2 separate regions of the Mus musculus genome follow, and region 1 is linked to region 2. A link is a contact called in public HiChIP or PLAC-seq data. All regions are on one chromosome and are shown on one strand. The core of a region is the stretch at or near the end of the contact, and the rest is flanking DNA. Distances in the headings are between cores, read along the strand shown.

Evidence for each region. HiChIP or PLAC-seq counts read pairs in DNA pulled down with a chosen protein or histone mark.
Region 1: a contact with region 2 is called in a FOXA1 HiChIP or PLAC-seq map of pancreatic cancer cells. The contact joins two enhancer-like sites. A contact is called at or near these places in 3 of 115 datasets of contacts at active chromatin or transcription factors (embryonic stem cells and pancreatic cancer cells) and 1 of 9 other capture datasets (embryonic stem cells).

Annotation. Positions count from the first base shown.
Region 1 is chr16:25,041,202-25,044,647 of GRCm38.p6, forward strand. No RefSeq gene overlaps it. Among named protein-coding and RNA genes, the nearest start is that of A230028O05Rik, 17 kb to the right of the region's middle. Within about 2 kb of position 1,265, at least 137 of the 459 cell types and tissues checked have an H3K27ac peak or open chromatin away from gene starts, as enhancers often do. A contact at or near this core is called in pancreatic cancer cells, where this site is marked.
Region 2 is chr16:23,165,934-23,169,096 of GRCm38.p6, forward strand. No RefSeq gene overlaps it. Among named protein-coding and RNA genes, the nearest start is that of C730014E05Rik, 7.8 kb to the right of the region's middle. Within about 2 kb of position 1,433, at least 52 of the 459 cell types and tissues checked have an H3K27ac peak or open chromatin away from gene starts, as enhancers often do. A contact at or near this core is called in pancreatic cancer cells, where this site is marked.

The DNA of each region.
Region 1 (3,446 bases), core at 15-2,514, 1.9 Mb after region 2:
TCAGCTGAGACTTGGTCAAGGAAAGCTATGCATACAAACTACCTGAATGGAGGAGCCTTGTCTTTAAGCAGGCCTAGAAGGAGGAAGCGACTCGCTGGTGACCACAGAGAGGGAAGACCAGGGACTTGCACCCTTGACTCCCACACCAGCACCCCACACAGGTTTAGTAGTTTCAGCCAACTCTTTCCTGTCAGAAAGACGCACTCTATCGACAGGGGAATTGTGCAAGGGCAAAAGAAATCAGTTTCTCTGGTGTGCCAACTTCCCAAGCTTGTGAAATTCCTGGATTTGTGGATTGGGGAACTGAGAGACATGCCATGTGGAGTCGGCAATGGGCAAGTAGGCCTATCTGAGATGTACTGAGACTGGCAGCAGAAGGGCTTATTTAGGGAACAAAAATAAAATTATATATGATACTCTACCTCAGGTGGGTATGTTAGCTATGTGGGGTTTTTTGTATTATTATTGTTGTGTTTTAATTTTTTTTTTTTTTTTTTTTTTTTTTTTGGCCAGACGGTGGCCAACAGACTTCCAGAATATTCCTTGTTCAAGCACGTAGGAAATCCCTGCCTGTGTTGGTCTTGGGGAGGGAAGTTTGGCTATGAGCAATTTTTCCTGAAAAATCAAAACAGCTCTTCCAAGTGGGCCCTGCTTCCAGGGGCAGTGTGAAGCTGGGCATGCTTCCCTGTGCCTGAGTGTGAGCATGAAGGTATCCGGAGGAGGGAAGGGTGTCTGAAGGTCAGGCTGCTGGGAATCCAAACCTCCAAGCCTGATTTACAGCCCTGGGCCTCAGGTCTCCTCCCACTCAGCCCACAAAATCCCCCAATTTTCTTCTCTGTGAGCCAGCACTCTTCAGAGCTGGGAAATGAGATCTAAGCAGTGGCTTTTTTCTGGGCTTACGTACGCTATGGATTCTTCCCTGAGATGGTGGCAGAGAGGAAGGGAAGTGGTTCTTGAAAGTGTGGGCAGAACACTGGGGTGAGTCAGAAAACAGCAGCCAGCCTGCAACAGGCTGGAGACCATCCAGCCTCACGCTCTCCTTGGCTCCCTTTCTTTTTGATTTCCTCTCTTATTGTGACTTTCAAATAAAATCTTATAGGGAAACCCAACATACTAAACTTAACAACAGAACTGCTCCAAGCTACAGAGGATCAAGGATCAAGTTCTGCTTCTTTGTTCTTTCCCCGAGCATCTGCCAGGATGGAGCCTGTGTGTTCCCTGCCTGGATCTCTTGGCTTCATGGAACACAGCTGCATAGCTCTGCTGTGATCCAACACCAACATGTAAGACATGGGATGATTGATGCTCAGGAAGGTGGTGAGTCTCACTTAAAGTCACACAGGGAACTAGGGGGCCAGTTGGTGCACCTAGAGACCCCTGGCTTTCCTCTTCCTCCTCCTCTTCCTCCTCCCCTCCCTCCTCCTCTTCCTCCTTCTCCTTCTTCCTCTCTTTTTCTTCTTCCTCCTCCTCTCCCTCCTCTTCCTCTTCTTCTTCTAGTCGTCTGTATGGGATGCCATGTGGGCTCTGTAAAGACCTTAGGTTAAGCAATGAGTAAACCTCATTTTCAGTAAGGAAAAAGTCAGTGCTTCGAATTTCTAGGTTTATAGCTCCAAGAAATCAGCTCCTTCAGTCTGGCTGTTAGCCCAACTTCCATACCCCCAGGGAGTGGTTCTTCTCTTCAAACTTGGAGCCAGCAGTCCCCTTTCACTTCCTTGCACATATCATTTCTCCTGGGCTGGGCTTCTGCCTCCTTGTTGCTATAAAGTGAAACGAGAATGCATTTCTTTTTCTTTACCCTAGCAGGACTCGACCTGCCTCTGAGCCTGGCTCAGGTATGAAGATGTGCACCTACTCCTAGCTTTGTAAGCCAAGCTCTGCCTGAATCCCTATCCACTTGTTCCCAACTATGCTGACCACAAACGCTCTGCTTAGCACCCAGGACTTCACTAGCATGTTTCTCACACAGACTACCATCTCCATCTTTTGGCTACCCTTAACATTCCCCTGACAAGCCTTTCATGTCTACAAGTGTTTGAAGCAGTAGTGTGGAGATGGGAGGGGCTGGCTGCACTTGGCTGTTTCAGGCTCTCCAGTCTTTGTATTACAGCTATTCTAAGCCAATCCCACAGCCCTACGGAGCTGTGGTTTCCAACTGTGAGCTCCTAAACTCTGTGTCAGAAGAGCATCGCAGCGAAGATGTTCATCCAGTTCAGCAGAGGTCAGATGAGACTCTCAGGTTTGTTCTCATAGACTATAGCTGTCTAGTCAAGCCCAGTCATGCCACTGAGCTGAATCTTTTCCCTTTCCCTAAATGTTACAAGATCCATGGATTTTCTTTTCCCCCTCCCTCACCAAACCACTACTTACCCAGAATGCTCCAGGGCATCTCAAACTCTGAGACTTAAAAATCTATGCCTGATCGCTTTCTCTCCCTTTGTCTCTCTGTCTCTCTCTCTGTCTCTCTGTCTCTGTCTCTATTTTCCTGTCCCAAGACTATGGCTGTCACCCTGCTGACAGACAAATACAGTTCTAGAAAACTATTTTAGATATTCTCATCTGCCCTGCTGTGTCCAGCTGCCCCCTCAGAATACAGGTGTCAGAATTAGATCCTCTTGGCTGTTGCCAAAAACCAGGGAAAACCAAATACCTGTCCTCTGAAAGAGACTGGCATAAAAGAGGTCTGGGCAGTGGTCTCTGTATTTACCACATATGACAGTTTGGGATATAGATTCAAACGCTGACATTTCTACCTTGAAGACAACACTGGGACCAATATTCCCCATTCTCAACGCACTGCTTCTGAGAGCCTATATGATGCCCTTTCTTCTAAGACCCATCCTTGCCACAGACCACATGGCAATCCATTTTGTGACCTACCACAGTTGTCCAAAGAAGGCACCAGGAACCACGATCCTTTTGAGGAAGCCAAGACTATCCCCACCGTGCCTCTGCAAGGCTGAGCTAGGAGGCAAGTATGATACTGGTTGGAGAGTTTCAGTATGTGAGATTGGGAAGATCCATCCTGGGTATTGCAGGTCCCCAAAGAAGTACCCTGAAGTAGAGCAGCTAAGAGTAGATGGGAGAAGGCAAAACCCTATCCGACTCCCTAATTCCAGCTGCTACTATTGCTGATCTTCTGTATTAAAGACACCCTAACCTCCCAGAAGCTAAAAGCTCACTAGGGATGGATAAATACTTCAGAGAGTGAGGTGTGACTGGCCTAACCCTCTGGCCTAGTTTAGTCTAGAGCTTAGTCCTTACACTGGCATGCAAGGTCTTACATCCATGAGGTATAAAGACTGAGAGCTCAGACAGAAGTTCTGGACCTTGATCCATCCCCCTCACCTCTCATAACCCAGGATTTCTCTTGAAAGCACTGTGTGAACACTTCCCCCATCAGACAGCTAGGTTCAGTTAGAGGCCAATAACCATTTCCTAGAATCAGT
Region 2 (3,163 bases), core at 183-2,682:
CTTCAGCAAGGAGGGCTTGGCCACACACTGCTGTCATTTTTTTTTTTTTTAACTTTATTTATTTAATGTATGAGTGCTCTGTTGCATATACATCCGCCTGCCTGAAGAGGGCATCATATTCCCCTATAGATGGTTGTGAGCCACCATGTGGTTGCTGGGAATTGAACTCATGACCTCTGGAAGAGCAGCCAGTGCTCTTAACTGCTGAGCCATCTCTCCAGCTCTGTTGTCTTAATCTTAGATTTCCCCACTCTCCAGAAATTTGAGCTAATAAAAAATGTTTTGAAGCAGTTTGCTCGAGAACCTACATTGGCCTCCACCTGGAGGTCTCCTAAGTCTCCCAAGAATGGGAGTTACAGTTGTGTGCCATTATGAATTACGATTTTCTATGCCTTTTAAATTACCCAGGGTAGAATTCTGCTATAGCCTCTCCAGACAGACTGGGTCAGCCAGATTCTTCCATGAGTGTGGATCAGAACACACTATGCAGACTTAAAGCTCATAGGTGGCCATCTTCTACTATGCAGTATAGGAAAAAGAAGCTTAGCTACAGAGAAATAAATGAGGGGAGGAGAGATGGGGGAGAGGGAGGATAGGGGAGGAGGAGGGAGGGGGAGGGAAGAGAGGGAGGGAAGGGAGAGGAAGGATAGGGGAGTTCCCCTTGATTTCTGAAAGCTCCCCACGTTTCTCCTCAAGAGTCCTTTGACACACAGTTCCTAGATTTTTACAGTTACTCTTTTGAGCTTAGACTAAGTTTCTTATTTGCATCCAATGACATAGGGCCAGGAACTGTTCTGTGCCTGTGCCCAGGGATCAGTCTGAGGTCTTCTGAGGTCTAGTCATGCAAAAATATTTGTTAATGGATCAACAAAGGCACTATTATTAGGCTGTCACAGGATAAAATAAAAAACTGCCATTTCCCATTTATTTATTAGCCTTCAATTACCATCTTAGAAACCTCTGTGAAACTTTCCATTTCATCACTGGCTTACAGAAGCCATGTATTCATTTAGCAAATATTTATTCGGCATCTCATATGTACAAGACATATGACAATGAAAAAATATCAATAATATTATTGAAGTACCTAAAAGGTATTATTTTATTTAATCCTCATGGCACTTTATAAAACATCACTGACCAAGTTGATCTATCTGAAAGCTGGGTGTAAGAGAAGCTAACGTGTTCAAAGCCACAGCTCTTAGACAGCTTAACAAGGAGCAGACCCAGAGCCCATGTAGACAAGAGGAAGAATCCCAATGACCGTTTTCCTGCTGGCTCTGAGACATTTGGGGCACAGGTTGTTCACAGGACCTTTTGCTTGAATGTTCACGGTCTTGTGGAAAAATTCTTGCCTTGGGAAGTGAGTCACTGAGTTTGTCTTATGACAGAGAGTCTGGCTGTTAACAGGAAACATGAGGAAATGTCTTAGCCATCGTTCAACTGGACAAGTTCTGAGGTCTTAGGTTCCTTGTAGTAGAATACAAGGACAATCCAGGGAGTGTCTTGCAGGGGGAGCTTGTTTAAACCAGCTGAACGAGGCTGAGTCAATGTTAAGGTTACTTTACTTTAAAATAACCAACAAAACGTTTTAAATTATACAGTGCATAAAATGTAAAAATAAGAATTAAAAATAAAATACAGCTTCCTTACCACAGAGAAAGTGAATCTGAAGTGGAGAGGAGTCAGGGTAAATGTGGCCCCATTAAAGCTGCTGCATGGGAAGGGTGACGCTGATTTACACTGGATTTCCAGGTTAGCCAGGGCTGCGGAGCCAGCGAGAGATTTGCTGAAAAGAAAGAAAGCAAAGTACCTGATGGGTGGGATAGTGCGATAAACAGCTAGCCTTACCTGGGTACAAAACCACAGCCGACGAGGGGGGTTCACTCCAGACCTAAGATCAAGCAGCCAAGTTAGAATAGACTGCTCTGAATTAGAGTCTACAGTACGGGAAGCTTACGAACTCCACTTATTACAGTTCTTTTCTTAGAAGGGCCTGACCGAATGTGCAAACAGTTCAGAAAAGTCATTTGCAATAGGGCTGGGGATGTAGCTCAGTTAGCAAAGTGCTTGCCTAACACACAGGAAGTGCTGGGTTCAAGTCCCAGCACTCATAAACTAAACACCAGTGAACTCGGCACTTGGGAAATGGAGACAGGAGGGAGGAAGTTGAAGGTCCTCAAACACAGAAAGTTCAAAATCTGAGCCAACCTGGGCTATATGAGATTCTGTCTCCCCCCCCCCAAAAAAAGTTTGCTATGTGTGGTAGTCCACACCTTTACTCCCAGCGTTCAGGAGGCAGAGGATCTCTGTGAGTTCTAGACCAGCATGGTCTACTTAGAGAGTTCCAGTCCAGCCAAGGGACAAAGTGAGAGTGATCAGAGAAGAAAGTGTGTAAGAGACTGTAGACCAGTGATTCTTGACCTTCCTAATGTTTTACTGTATTTCCTCCTCTTGTGATGACCCCTAAGCACAGTGTCGTTTTTGTTGCTACTTCATAACTGTAATTTTGATGAGGTTATGACTCATACCGTAAATATCTGATGTGCACGATATCTGATTATCGACCCCCAAAGGAAAAGATAGGTATGACTACAAAATAAAAAATGTAGCTTTATTGCCTTTAAAAGCTGGCCAAACAAGATTTGCTTAATGATGACACTAACTGACATACCATGAGGATAAGGGAATGTCACAGGGCCCCAGCCCTAGGTGAGGAGCTCCTGGCATCAGTGGCTGCTGAGAGAAGGCAAACAAGTCGTCTCCAGGGGCACGCTTCTGCCTAGGCTAGCCAGTCCCAGTGGTCAGCCCTAAACATGTGTGCACAAGCAAAACTCTGTGAAGTGTTTTCCCCCAGTCCTGCTCCTGGAATGATGACTCTGAGACTAATTATTTATTATTAAATGCCTAGGCCATAAACCTTGGCTCATTCCCTGGCTAACTCATAATTTATTTATCCCATCCAAACTATTCTATGTCTTCCATTTGGTTAATTGCCTCTCCTTCAGTCCCTGACAGCTTCTTTCTTTGAGTCACTCAGCGTCTAGCTCTGAGTCTCTTTATTCTATCCTGCATTCAGGTACCCTCTAGTTTATGTCCTTTCTTGGTGCTCTTGAATCTCTTTTTTATATACTCACTATTTCCCAGAATCTTCTGTCTTCCT